2 separate regions of the Xenopus laevis genome follow, and region 2 is linked to region 1. The links are chromatin contacts, called in public Hi-C maps. All regions are on one chromosome and are shown on one strand. The core of a region is the stretch at or near the end of the contact, and the rest is flanking DNA. Distances in the headings are between cores, read along the strand shown. Region 1 holds the start of MGC84818 (crystallin, beta B2 like). Region 2 overlaps LOC108707086 (beta-adrenergic receptor kinase 2).

What was found. A called contact is a pair of places that touch in the nucleus more often than the background predicts.
Region 2: a Hi-C map of the XTC cell line shows a contact between it and region 1, with 3 times the contacts expected there. The contact joins the enhancer-like site here to the promoter of MGC84818 in region 1. A contact is called at or near these places in 3 of 4 Hi-C or Micro-C datasets (the XL177 cell line, the XTC cell line and animal cap).

Annotation. Positions count from the first base shown.
Region 1 is chr1S:136,478,025-136,485,040 of Xenopus_laevis_v10.1, forward strand. MGC84818 (crystallin, beta B2 like) reads left to right here and starts at 4,803. Exons shown (of 6, transcript NM_001093022.1): 1 at 4,803-4,819. The coding sequence starts at 4,817.
Region 2 is chr1S:136,739,339-136,746,185 of Xenopus_laevis_v10.1, forward strand. LOC108707086 (beta-adrenergic receptor kinase 2) reads left to right here. Exons shown (of 21, transcript XM_018244037.2): 12 at 1,104-1,198; 13 at 1,775-1,882; 14 at 5,686-5,752; 15 at 6,669-6,769. Among protein-coding and RNA genes, the nearest start is that of LOC121399476, 51 kb to the right of the region's middle. Within about 2 kb of position 3,968, at least 1 of the 7 cell types and tissues checked has an H3K27ac peak or open chromatin away from gene starts, as enhancers often do.

The DNA.
Region 1 (7,016 bases), core at 3,553-6,052:
AATAAGATGCTGTCTCATATGCAAATTAGGGGTGGGAAGGGGAAAACATTTTTACTTCCTTGTTTTGTGACGAAAAGTCATGCGATTTCCCTCCCCACCCCTAATTTGCATATGCAAACTAGGATTCGGATTGGCCAGGCAGAAGGATTCGGCCGAATCTGAATCCTGCTGAAAAAGGCCGAATCCTGGATTAGGTGCATCCCTACACGCTACAAAAGAACCCCAGTCCAAGGGTATTGTCAACAATAGAAGATATTTGGTAAAGCAGTGGGACTTACTAGCAAAATAAAGTCAGTAGCCAAAATATGTATAAAAATGAAAAAAACATTTATTAGGACATACATCACCTCTTTTGTGTGTCGCTGACAACATACACACTATGTCTGCTGCTCTTAAAAAGCTAAACTTAGGGATGGTAAGAAATCATTAAAATATTAGCACCTGTCATAGACACTAATGGTATATTATCAGTGATGACCTTGTTTACATGCAGGTTTCTCTGCCACCATCCCATGTAAATCACAATGAACTGCTAATCAATTTAGAGTTGACAGTCGACCTCTAAGTTCAGGTAAGTTGCAGTGGCCCAGAGCATTTGCAGCAGAGAAAAAGATGGGGAGCTCCTGTGGGCATTTTTGGAGGCACAGCTCTTTGCAGCAGCCTGCATCTTGCACCATGCACCAAGAATTGTTAATGAGCCCTATGGTTTTTCATTTCTAGAATATTTTTAAAGTGGACCTGTCACCCAGAAAAAAAAAGCTTTCAAATTAAACATGAAATCCAAATTTTTTTTTTTATTAAAGCGTTCATTTAAAAATCTCAGCTGTCAAACAAATATTGCCTGCCCCTCCTCTATGCCTTAGGCAGACAATTACTTTCACTTTCCATTTAGCACTTCCTAGATCTCACTGCTCTCCACACATTCCCCGAGTTCTCTTAACCATTTAATTGTGTAGCCAGTACATGGGGATGGACATCAGGTCCCCCATTCTGGTGCACAAACAAGATTCTGAGATGATAAAAGGCTTGTCTTAATAACAGTGTCTACAAAATGGCTCCTGTTATCATTATGAATTCCCAGACTGATGGAAACAAGATTTCAATCATTTAAACAGTGTAATTAAAGTTAATTTTGCTGGACTAACATGATAAAATAGGATTTGGATTACTTTTTTTGGGTGACGGGTCTCTTAAAAGTTTAAAACCTTTAACTTTGGCAAATGATTAGTGCAAGTTTATAATGTGAATACAAGTGCTAACCATGTACCTCTGAAAGAATTTCTAGGATAAGTACATCTGTCCCTTCCTATTATCTGCCTAGCTGGTTTGGACTTTTGAAACAATGTAGCCAATACCTGTTGATAGACCTGGAAGACAACTGACTTCAGCTATGTGAGTGAGAACCAGCCCGGCAGAAACAAATTCTGCTTTTGCATTTTCACTGAGCTCACCCATTTGAGGCAGAATGGTATTTTTTTTGTAACTACAATGTATTGAAACAACGTGCCTCAATCACAACAAGCCGCACACAATGAGGTATTGGAGATGAAAAAAGAAATAATGAAGATGAAATGCAGCTTCCTTGCAATTTCACTTTTGCGTCGATCTTTCACTCTCTCAGAATTTCCTTGTGACAATGAATGCACAACAGGATGTGTGTTCAGGGCCAACTCCTCCTATCTTTCTTACCACAAAGGTGGTGAAATAACAAACCGAAATAGTCACGCGTTGCCTTTTCCCCCAGCCATTTACACAGGGGCAGGAAACGGCAGCTTCAGCTTTCTGCCCATTTCCAACTGTCGGTTTAACCAAGCGAACCTAACGTGGTAACTGAAACATTCAAGCAGTCCTTATTTCTAACTATCAGATCGGTGGCCTCTGGCCTGAGCAATGACACTAAGCTAGCTAGAAAATATTAACTACCAGCAAATCACATTTTTTGAATGATAATAATAGAAAAAAATACATTCGTTTTTTAAATAATACATTTGTGGTTCAGACATGAAAGAGTTGAATATCTTTATGAGCACAGAGTGATTACTCATATCTTTTATTTATAAAAGGTTCAATATTTTCCATGGTGCTATACTAATGGGAATTAAAAGTGCATTGTGAGAGGCACATTAAGTCTTGAAACAATTAAAAGGTAGTGGGAGTGCCAAATATGGGCTGTGATTTGCTACTGATAGCCCTATGTGGACTGGCAACCAATAGAAGACAGTTTGGCAGTGCACATGATTTCTAGGCAACAAAAGCTTGACTTCAAGCCAAAAATTCCTGGCAGCAACAGCCAATGGGTTGTGAGCAACATGAGCCACTGGTTGGGGATGAGTGCCTTAGCTTGTGCCTCGGACATATCCAGTCAGCTGCTATGGTAATGAGGACACAGGTAATGTCCTGGACCCCGCTCCCATAATAAATACTGGGCAAAAGATACACAGCGTAGATACAGACACTAGCTAAGAAACAGATTTATCAAGGGTCAAAAGTGAAAATTCGAAGTAAAAAAATTCAAATTTTGAGCTATTTTTGTGTACTTCGACTATCGAATAGGCCAAAATTCGATCCGAATTTGAAAAAAAATTGACTATTCAAATATCTAAATGTATCATGTACTGTCTCTTTAAAACTTCGACCAACCATTCGCCAGCTAAAACCTGCTGATTTGCTGTTGTAGCCTATGGGGGATCCTCCTAGAACCCATGTGGAGTCATTTGATGGACTAAGTTTTTTGGGGCAAATCATTTGATTTGAATTTGATCGAATGCGCTAAAACTTCAATTCGAACTAATTGAAAACAGCCTATTCATCCGAAGTTAAAAACTTTGATTTTTTAAAATAAATTTAGATTGGTCTTTTTTTATTCGATTTTTGAAGTTATGGGAGTTCAAAAAAACTCCCATTACTTCAAAATTCGACCCTTGATAAATCTGCCCCTAAGGGTCAAAGTACTTTTTCCAGCGAAAACGGGCGAACGATCCGAAGGATTTTACAAAAAGCCTTCGACTTCTCAAAACTTGCCCAAAAGCCTCAGATAGGTTCTAGGATGTCCCCCATAGGCTAAACAGCAATTCGGCAGGTTTAAGGTGGCGAAGTGTCGAAGTTTTTTAAAGAGATAGTACTTCGATTTTCGAGTGGTCGAATATTCAACGTTTTTTCAATTCAAATCAAATTTTGGCATATTCGATGGTCGAAGTACCCACATATTACTTCGAAATTCAAAGTTTTTTACTTCGAAAATTCACTTCGCCCTTTGATAAATCTGCCCCTAAGTGTCAGGTCATGTGCCAATCCCTAACAAGAAATGTTGCAACATAGTAACATCATGTACTTTATATACATACAGAGTATTTTACTTTTTGCCTTCTAACATCTGCAACTAAACCCTCAGCAAAATAGTAAGTTTAAAGTTATGCCTCCAGTGTTCCTATGCCCATTCTTACAATTAGTGGCCTCCTTTCTCTCCTGTGCATTGGCCAAGGGCTGGTTTCCAGTCTAGTATGTGCTGATCCACGTAATCTTGTGACTTCACTGGATAAAGGACACCACACTATTTTCCATCCCACAATGTGGGGAATTTAAACCAAATCTGTATCTTGCGGTGGGATATCCATACTGATAGGCCTTTATTTACTACAGCTCCCAGACGTGATTGGGAGCTAAATGGTATAGTTCTACAGCTTGCTTTAGATTATTTTTATTTCCCTTCACTTTGGAGGTTTGACTTTCCTGCATTGCCCAGTCTCTCTTTCTATTTAAATACTGAAGTGTTAAATGTGCTGTTTATTCTAGACATGCCTGTTCTTTTATCTAAAAAGACTTGAATTTATGAAAAGCCTGCTGGGATGCTTTTGCTCCATTCATGAAACACAAGTAATGGCTCCTAAAGCCCGACAGCGAATACATCAATACTACTCATCTGTATTACATATTAATAGGGATTAAGATTTACCACAGCAGGCAATCAGATCACACTTAGGTCATTGTGATTGTAGTTATCGTTCCCAAGAAAACTGATACAATGAAAACACAAATACCCAGAGCATCGCATGCTTCCAGTAGAAGTGGTAGGCAAGTGTGCAGTGAAGATATTGAACTACACGTCACATGTGGCCAAAGTATGGACTGAAACAACAAACAGAGCCACATGAATGGTTTCTTTTCTGCCATCAAATAACATATTTGTTTCACACAAGGTGTTATGACATAGTAGGAACAATATTTCGCACTATTCTCCTTTTCAGAAAACCAGATATACGTGTTTCCTTTGTTTTGGATTATGTCAGCAAACTTGTGTGTTTTTTTTAATATGATAAAGGTATTGACAACAGGTTTTTAGCCAGATACAGCAGCTATTAAAGGGACATGCAGACTCATCTCCCAATAGTAAAGTCTTCTTCTACACTTGTGTTCCTTTGATAGATTCAGGTTTTTGGGAGAGATACAGTTTTTGGCTCTAAAAGGCCTGAAACGAGGCTGGCTGCTGGAATTATTGATTCAATGAGATGTTCCAGGTCTTGGCATTCAGAGGGCTGATGCATGCAAAGTTCAAATCTCCTACCCGCTAGACCAAACAATGGCGCCCTGGGTAAATTTGAAAGCTAATGAAATAATTCTCTGACTCTATGCTTCTTATAACAATGGGGGCCGTGCATCAGCAGAGCTGGGTTTTCATCAGAACTGTAATCCAGTATGATCGCTTTGCATCACGCTGGAACAATTCTGTAAATAATCCCGGCATCGCTGCCTTAACCCATGCAGTATAAATGGAACCAGAAGGTCTCAACCTTTCACTGGAACAAGCAGGTACTGGGATACGGTAAGAGTTGGCTACTTCTCTGTGTGTCTTACTTCTGCTAAGGCCAGCAACGCCTTTGTGTTCTTCAGTTGTTTATTATAGGCCTAGAAAGCTGGTGAATATTATAAAATATCATGGCTGATGATATAATCACTCATGGCTACAAAATGCATACTAACAAATCCAAAGAAACCTGTTGTGTCCACTAAAAGGGGCAATCATTTGGGAGTTGTAACCTTATAATAGCAAACTTATGACCTGCATTCATTTCACCTACAACTGCTTTCCTCTCATTGAACAGATATGGGCTCTGATTTAATAACTGATTAAATATAGGTTTTCCAACATTTTTATTGGGTTTTCCAAAAACAAACAAGATTTACATTTCACAACACAAGACGAGTATGATTAAGCTATTTAACTCGTTTTCCTTATGGCATTTTCTTTTTAAACATAGATATAATGAATTTACTCAGTCTGGGCATAATGAAATATATTCAATATACTGTATATAATTCCAAGTAAATGGTATCTATCAACACCTACAGGCAATGGGCTCAGTACAATGTCACGGTCACCCCAAAAGCACAAATTCTTCCTGAGAGCTCCATCATTAAATAAAAACCACAAGATGCTGCTTTTGGCTTGGGTGTAGAGGCCGCATGACTGACGAGATGTAAATAGCATAGATAATTACATTTGGTACTGAAATTAAGAAATAGAATTTTACCAGGAAGCAGTCTTGTGATATTCATATTAATGCTGGCTTAATCAGATTAAACAGTTTTGCTAAATGGAAAAAAAGAGAACATATCTTCCCATGGCAGTTTCTATTGCACTTTTCAGCCCGATTCAACATTTTTGCCCAACAAATGGATTTTGAAATTTCTAGACCAGTAACATTGTGATCAATATTACATGGCAAGACAAACACATCCACAACAACAACATTTAACAGCATATATTATAGCCATGCTATATATCCACAGACATTCCTAAAATGCAGGGCTCATTTCTTAGGGAGATGTCAAATTAGTGTATGAGAGCATGGACATCTTCTGGACTGATATCTAAGGTCAAATCATTATCATTATTATAAACAAGCATTTATATAGTGCCAACATATTCTACCACATTGTACAACATACAATAGGTCAATTTTACAGGTATGGGACCTGTTATCCCGAATGCTCGCAGATATATAGAAGCAAAACTCGCACGGTGGCAATACAAAACCACGTCCGGAGACTTGTATGCATATATAGGAACATCAAGTACCAAGAAATACCAGTGAAGCAATGTAGCAACCAGTAAGATAAAGGAGCTAGAACTGCAGTAATTCTAAAACTTTAGATTTGTGCCTAGCATCAATTTAATCAAGAAAAAGAGAGACCAGTAAACTATAAACCTGAGATTCAAGTGGGGTTTATCTGTAAGTAATAAAAAGTCACTTTTTCCAGCATAATTGTTTTAGATGTGATAAAATGTCCTTTAAGGAGGGGGTAACCTCCAAAATCCAGAACAGGAATAAAGCTTTTTTTTGTAGCAACCGTAAAATGGAGGATTAAATTAGAGATCAGATTAGAATTAAATTGACAATGTCTTTCCAAGGAAAAAGACTGTGAACTGATATTTAAAAGGCCGTAAATTGGAATCAGAACGATGTCTATATTCAACTTAGAACAGATTAAATCTCTTAAAGGGGTTGTTCACCTTTAAATAAACTTTTGAGAGAGAGGGATATTCTGAAACCATTTGAAATCGGTTTTCATTTTTTATTATTTGTGGTTTTTGAGTTATTTAGCTTTTTATTCAACAGCTCTCCAGTTTGCAATTTCAGCAATCTGGTTGCTAGGGTCCAAATGACCCTGGCAACCATACATTGATTTGAATACGAGACTGGAATATGAATTGGATTGGCCTGAATAGAAAGCGGAGTAATAAAAAGTAGCAATAACAATAAATGTGCAGCCAGAGCATTTGTTTTTTAGATGGGGTCAGTGACCCCCATTTGAAAGCTGAAAAGCGTCAGAAGAAGGCGGCAAATAGTTTGAAAACTATAAAAAGAGAAAAAATGAAGACCAATTCAAAAGTTGCTAAGTATTGGCCATTCTATAACATACTAAAATTTAACTTAAAGGTGAACCACCCCTTTAATCCTTGCCAGACCGATTTGTACATACCTTCTACACAGCACATGTATAATATAGCATCTGTG
Region 2 (6,847 bases), core at 2,718-5,217, 260 kb after region 1:
CAGATTCTCAATTGGATATGGTGCTTTGGTTATTAGTAAGATCCTGTGCCCAATCTACAAGTAGAATATGCAATTCCTTTCAGTTTGGGAAGTTGTCAGTCTGGTTACACTGTTAAAATTAAAAGTGATTTTGGTTAAAGTTAAGGCATACCAATTCCTCATTGAAACACAAGCTAGACATACAATTTAAGATACTACACCGTCTATATGTCATCTCATTACATTATACTGAATGGGAAATGTAGAGAGTATAAAGCTAACTTCTTACACATGAAATAGGCATTCCTCAAAAAAAGGGAGATACTGGAATAGAGTAGTGGAACTTATTCAGGAAAAAACTACTTTTCTTAAAATCCAAACGGCACAAATACGTCCATTAGGTAAAATAGATGAGCTGGTCCCCCACAATGCAGGCCGAGACCTTGGGAGAACTTCATTATACTATGCTAGAAAACAGGTTATATTATACTGTATGGGTGATACAGACATACTGGTGCAACTTAATAAATGCTAACCTACCACTAATACAATTCACTGAGATCTAACAAACGTAGGAATATCGTGAGTGATTGGAATTTTGATTGGAGTTGACACCTATTGCAATGGGTATATATAATGGGAATACTCTGTATACTATTCCTATACATGTGAATGCATCATAGTATTGCTTTAAAGTCATGGAGGCACCCTTCAATCCTCCACAGTGTTGTGCAGAATACTGCTAACTACCAGTAAATGTACAGTCAACCTGATTCTTTAATCCATTGTAATATGTTGATGTATTTGTAATGCAGGAAACCCAATGTACTTCCCCAGCTCTGTTATGTATACAAAATAAAATTAAAGCCAGTTGCAAGATGTGAATGAGAGGAAAAATGGTTTCTGCTGAAATTATCAACATTTAGATTTTTAACTTACAGTATGATTATATCAGGGAATAAGGGGTTTACTTTCTGAAGCTTGTCTTATGATGAGGACTTCAGTGTAGCTTATCATATTATGAAAAAATAGGAATGGAATGTAGTATCTGTTTTTGGACGGTTTGGATGATTATTTTTTTGAGTATTGTTGAATTTCTCTAATATTGTCACTTTTATTTCCAGCCTGCAAACATTCTATTAGACGAGCATGGTCATGTGAGGATATCAGATCTGGGTCTTGCATGTGATTTTTCCAAGAAGAAACCACATGCTAGTGTGTAAGTACATTGTTCAGGTATCACTAATAGTAGTTTGTAGAAAGACTTCATTAATTCATAGAATTTAGTATCCTTACACGCCAACATATTTTTATTCAAAATTACAATAAAAAAAGAGTCACACTAGATAAAATCCATTATTTTAAACTAAGAAATATGTGTATCAGTTTACATTTTCCCTTTGGGTAAGTGTATAAATGATAAATATTAACTGGGCATTTAAACTGGACAATTTAAATACAGGTATGAGAACCTTTATCTGGAAAGCCTTTATACGGAATTCTAAAAACAGAGATATGTTTTTGATGTTGTGTGTTTTTTTTTTTTTTTAATTTCTGCCAAAAGTTGCCAATTATTATGATTAAATTTAGATGGAAATAGTTTTCAAGCAGCTGTCAACCTTAGAAATCATCAATGACTGCACTATTAAAATACAATCTCTTGATATACCCATTGTAAACCAAAAAAACAAAGTTTTGTGCCTAAATAATATTTAGCCTCAGTTTATTGAAAGATGTATATGTGTATATTGAGTAAAGCTTGTATTCTCATTTTTTTTCCTGTTTGGGATTTCAGAGGAACACATGGGTACATGGCTCCAGAGGTGTTACAGAAGGGAACAGCTTATGACAGCAGTGCAGATTGGTTCTCTCTAGGATGTATGCTTTTCAAACTTCTCAGAGGGTAAGTAACCTAATAGTTACCTAAGTAACAAATGTGTAAAATACACATCAGCGTATTTTTTCAACTCAAGTTGCAAACAGCAATTTTCCCCCTGATGCAGTGGAGAAGATGTGGTCACTACTGTCTGCCTTACAACCTTTAAGTCTGTGCTCATATAGGAAGGGTGCAAAGCTTATTTTACATTATAGGTAACACCCAAGACATGAAGTCATATCACCCTGGCAATACTACATCCTATATAAAGACCCTGCTTTCATCTATTTTTTTGTAGGTATTTTTTCAGAAAATGTGCATTAACAAAACTCCAATACTGTTAATACTAGTCTTAAATGCAATTGAACAGATATATTATCAAGACAAGAAATATGCTGTTATGGGATTTCTGATGAAAATTCTCTCGGATGATGGTTAATAAGTTGGGTAACGTTAAGCTTAGAAATGTTGCAGTACTGCAGAGCTGTCTGGCTTTTTAATGGGTAGAATTCTGTCTATGTAGCAAAATTTGTGCCCAAAATCTCAGCTTGCTCAAACTAATACAGCTTCCTTATGTGCTAAAGTAAGGGGGAAGCTAAGGTGAAATAGATCAGGCAAAATTCTGATGGTGCATGTTTTTATTTTCATAGCAGCAATAAGTGTCACAGGGCTGCATTGGGCTTCTACCTTAATTCCATCTGTGTTTTTGTTGCATTTTGATAATGTGAGAAAAGGGAAGAATAAAAGACAGAAAGGCTTCTCTGGATGTCAGAAAATGTTAATGTTTGGGGAAGTCAATGTGCTTAAATCACAAAAGGGACCTTCATTGTGCAGTGTATTTTAGGAACATTGGTTGGAAGATAGTTCAAGGTCTTTTTCTGAGCAAAAACAAAGGCCTATTTCAGAGAGAGCTATTCACAGATTAGTGAAGTAAGCTCTGTACTCTAGAATAATATAAAAGATTGCTAGGTGGGTCTGATAAACGCCCTGAAATTAAAAGATATAGGTGAAAGCATATATTTAGAGAATGAATGAGGCTGAAACCTCTATAGTCATTAAATGTGCTACAGTCATTTCTGTGCACCAGAACAAAGGAAAGAAAGTTTTGTATTTAAAGCAAGATACTGAAAGGGGCAGTTCATTTGAAATTAGCTTTTTTTGTGTGACAATGGTATTCAAAACTTCACATCATTTTTTAAAGTTTTTTTTAATGCTTTTGAAATACTCGAGTTCAGTTTGTACTTCAGTTTGTTACCTGCTAAGCACTTGAAGAAGCGATTTTATGTTGTTTACATAGAGGGCAGCGAGGTAAAGATGTTAAGATTGTGACCATTTTGGACCTGTATTTTTGGCTACAGCGCCACCAATGAGCATTAAACCTTGTGCAAGATATATAATATGTATAATGGAGTGCAGTTTGAACTATGCAATTGAAAAGTAGAACAATACTAAATGTATGGTACGCTAAAGGTTGCCTCTTAGTGTGGTAGTTCATTTATGTGAAGACTTTTTGCTTTCTCAAAACATATCTGGCTCATACATTTCCAAACCCCTCCCTTGCTCTCTTACTTTCAGCCCCTAAAACACAGTCCGCTTAAATGGGTGGATAATCTTATATTTTAAATTAAACAGCTACATTATTTCTTTGATTCTCATGGTTCATTTAGTCACTACATGCGGTATAAGTGTGTGTGTGTAGCATATATGCTTCCCAAGGCATACTGTAATAAAGCGTATCTAGTTCTCATCCTTTATATTGTACAGTTAAACCTCAATTTTACATACCCTAAGGTTTTTCCTCGTTCGGCACCATTTTTTTCTGGTCCCCTGAAAACCATAACATGATGATTCTACTGTATAAACTGTATTTTTGGAGGGGATTAGATCAGTTTTAATTGTTTTGGTCTATGAATCTTTATTCACACTTGCATTTGATGCCTGGCTTCTCTCTCTGTGTATTATCTTTGATTCCAGTAGCATTGTTAGTCTCTCTTATGTGGAAACAGCTGCTTGCTTGCTTTAAAATAAGTTTCCACCTGAGTTGACACATGAATTCAGCATTTGAGCACCACTGTAACTTCAGAACAAACTGAACAAAGACTTCCAGCTGAGTAGTCACAGTGAGCTTGTCTCTGAAAGGGCAGGATTCCCCTTTAGCAGCCTTACTGCATGCTTTACATATGTTGCATTTATTACTGATCATTTCTTTTAGAGTTTGAGTAAGGCATTTAACTTATTGTGACTTGTTACAGGGGGTGAAATCTGTGACCACTCCCCATTCCTTTCCCCAGATATTACCATTTGTATGGTGTTTTCATTAGCAGCAGCTCTTCCAAATGGGGCAAAAAAAAAAATAGAGACAATTCTCTGTTTTCATCCCTTTAATGCAATGTTGTTCCCAGAATTCCAGCATTGTGCACCCCCTGCTGTTCAACACCTTGGGTTCATACATCGTGCCTATAAGTAATTGCTCTTCAGTATCACATGAACTTGGGGACACAAAAATAGTAAGTGCAAGTGAAATGCATAAAGGAAGCTTAGTATTTTACAACTAAATTCAATAGCAGCTTTACGCCTCTGCACACTGCGCCTTTTATCTTCTAAATTTTAACTCATGCAACTGGCACCTGGTTTAAGGGCAGCTTGTTTGTGTATGATATTTAAATGTGCTAAAAAATCTATAAGCCTTGCAATATCTTTTTGACTTGTGACACCAACATTACAGTATAAAGTGTGTAAAGCAAGTACTCATTATACTGCATGGATATACTGCATAAAAATAGTGTTCAACTCCGAAAAATGAAATGTCTTCATGTACATTTGATAATACGGAAGTCAGAATGTCTGAAACCCTCTAAATGTTTGGGTAACAAAACATAAAAATACCATTGCCTGTACAGTCCCTCTAAACTTTCATTTACAATGTTATCATATTTTTCTCCAGTCAGCCCATCCAATGGTTTCTATATATATATATATATATATATATATATATATATATATATATATATATATATATATATATATATATATATATATATATATATATATATTCAGAAGTTATCGATTAAATAATAGCATTTGAATCCTTCATTTATAGTCGTAAATATGGATCATCTGTTGTCATCTGTTTTTATTTTATGTTCTTATTCTGTGTTTAGCCTTGCCTTCTACTTCATATTCACCTTTATTTGTAAGCTGTTGTATTTTGTGTGTGTTTTTTTTTACCCATTTTCTGCCTGAATCTGACCTTGCTTTGTGCCCTTGATAATTCAGAAATGGAGGTCTGTACCGCCCTCTGGTGTAGGAAAACAGACTGTATTTCTTTATGTGGAGTCTTTGATATAATTCTATTCTGTATTTTGTCTTATCAAAGATGGTGCTATTTATCCCAGCCAAACGCAATTAACTATAGCTGACATTGTGCTGAGACTCTTATGTCATAGTGTGCCTTTTCTAAGGTGTCCGTCATAAAACGGAAGACTATTTATAGCAAGAAACACACCAGGAATAATTGTTATGCCAGGCATTAACAAAGGTAATTAGATACAGACATTGTTTATCATTAATAAAATTAGGTGTCAATCTTGTGTCACGGGGCACTATCTTGTGCTAAATGATTTCTAATGAACCCAATTAATATTGCAAATATATTCCTATTAGCATGTTTCTCCACTGCATTAAACTGATTTTGCTTATTTGAAACGAAATGTCATTTATTTCTTTTAAAAAAAATTGCCAGGTTGAGCTAGAACTTGTTCTTTTGTGTGGTGCTTTCAGATTAGTTTTCTTGATTTTCTTACTCATTCCCTTTTTCTCTCTTTTTCCAGTCACAGCCCTTTCAGACAGCACAAAACCAAAGACAAACACGAGATTGACCGCATGACACTTACCATGGTAAGATTAATCAAAATGTTGTTGCAGACTCCTGAATCAATAGGTTCTTATAAGAGAGCTGCTCAAGAAAAATAGCCATGTACCTTGTCTCATGCCCCTTCTTCTGCTTTTACATTGTAAGCTTGATTGTACAGAGCTCTCTCTACCTCTTGTATTTATTATAAACTCCATTGTTTATGTAATCTGTGTGTTCAACGTATACACTAGTGATGTGCAGCACTTGACCCTAACCCACCACTCTGAACTTGTACCCGACCCAGCCCATTGGTCTGCTTCCATTTATATATATATCTCTGATGTCAGTGGGGGGAGGCAAGTGCCTATAAATAGACACCGCTGGAAGCGGCACACACTTGTGTCACGGACAGGAAGGGTGGCAGGATGAACTTGGCCCACACCCACCTGAAGCCGAATTCTTTGTGCATGTATAGTAGTGATGTGCGGGTCTGGATTTCCACGACCCGCACCCGATCCTAACCCACCCTCCCTTGGCCCGCACCCGCACTTCTGGGTTGCTTTTATAGTCCTATGCTGACCTGCCCCGCTGATGACATCACCAAAGGGGTGGGATGAGCAGGCGCATCGTCTATAAAAGACGAACCCGGAAGCCGGCATTTGACGGTGGTGGGCAGGGAGAGCAGGAGAAGAGTTCAACCCGCAGCCACTTGCGGAGAATCATGCAGGGTCGGCCCAAACCAGCCCAACCCGCAGTTATCAGGTCGGCCCGCACATCACTAGTATATAGGCCGAACTCGACCGACCTACAGGTATCGGGCCGGCCCGCAGTTAACTAGTATAAACCAATTAATTGTGCAGCGCTGTGGAATATGTTGATGCCTTTTACATACATTTTAATAATGATAATACTGTTCTAATCTATTTCATTAACCTATAACTTGTTGCTCCTTTTGGAAAGAATGTGGAGCTTCCAGATTCATTCAGTCCAGAGTTGAAATCCCTACTGGAGGGCCTTCTGCAACGGGATGTCAGCAAGAGGCTTGGCTGCCAGGGTGGAGGGTATGTATCACTAATATACTAATGACATAGGTATAACTTGCTCAAGTCAGTTTTCCAGCAGCACAACAAGTCAGTTGT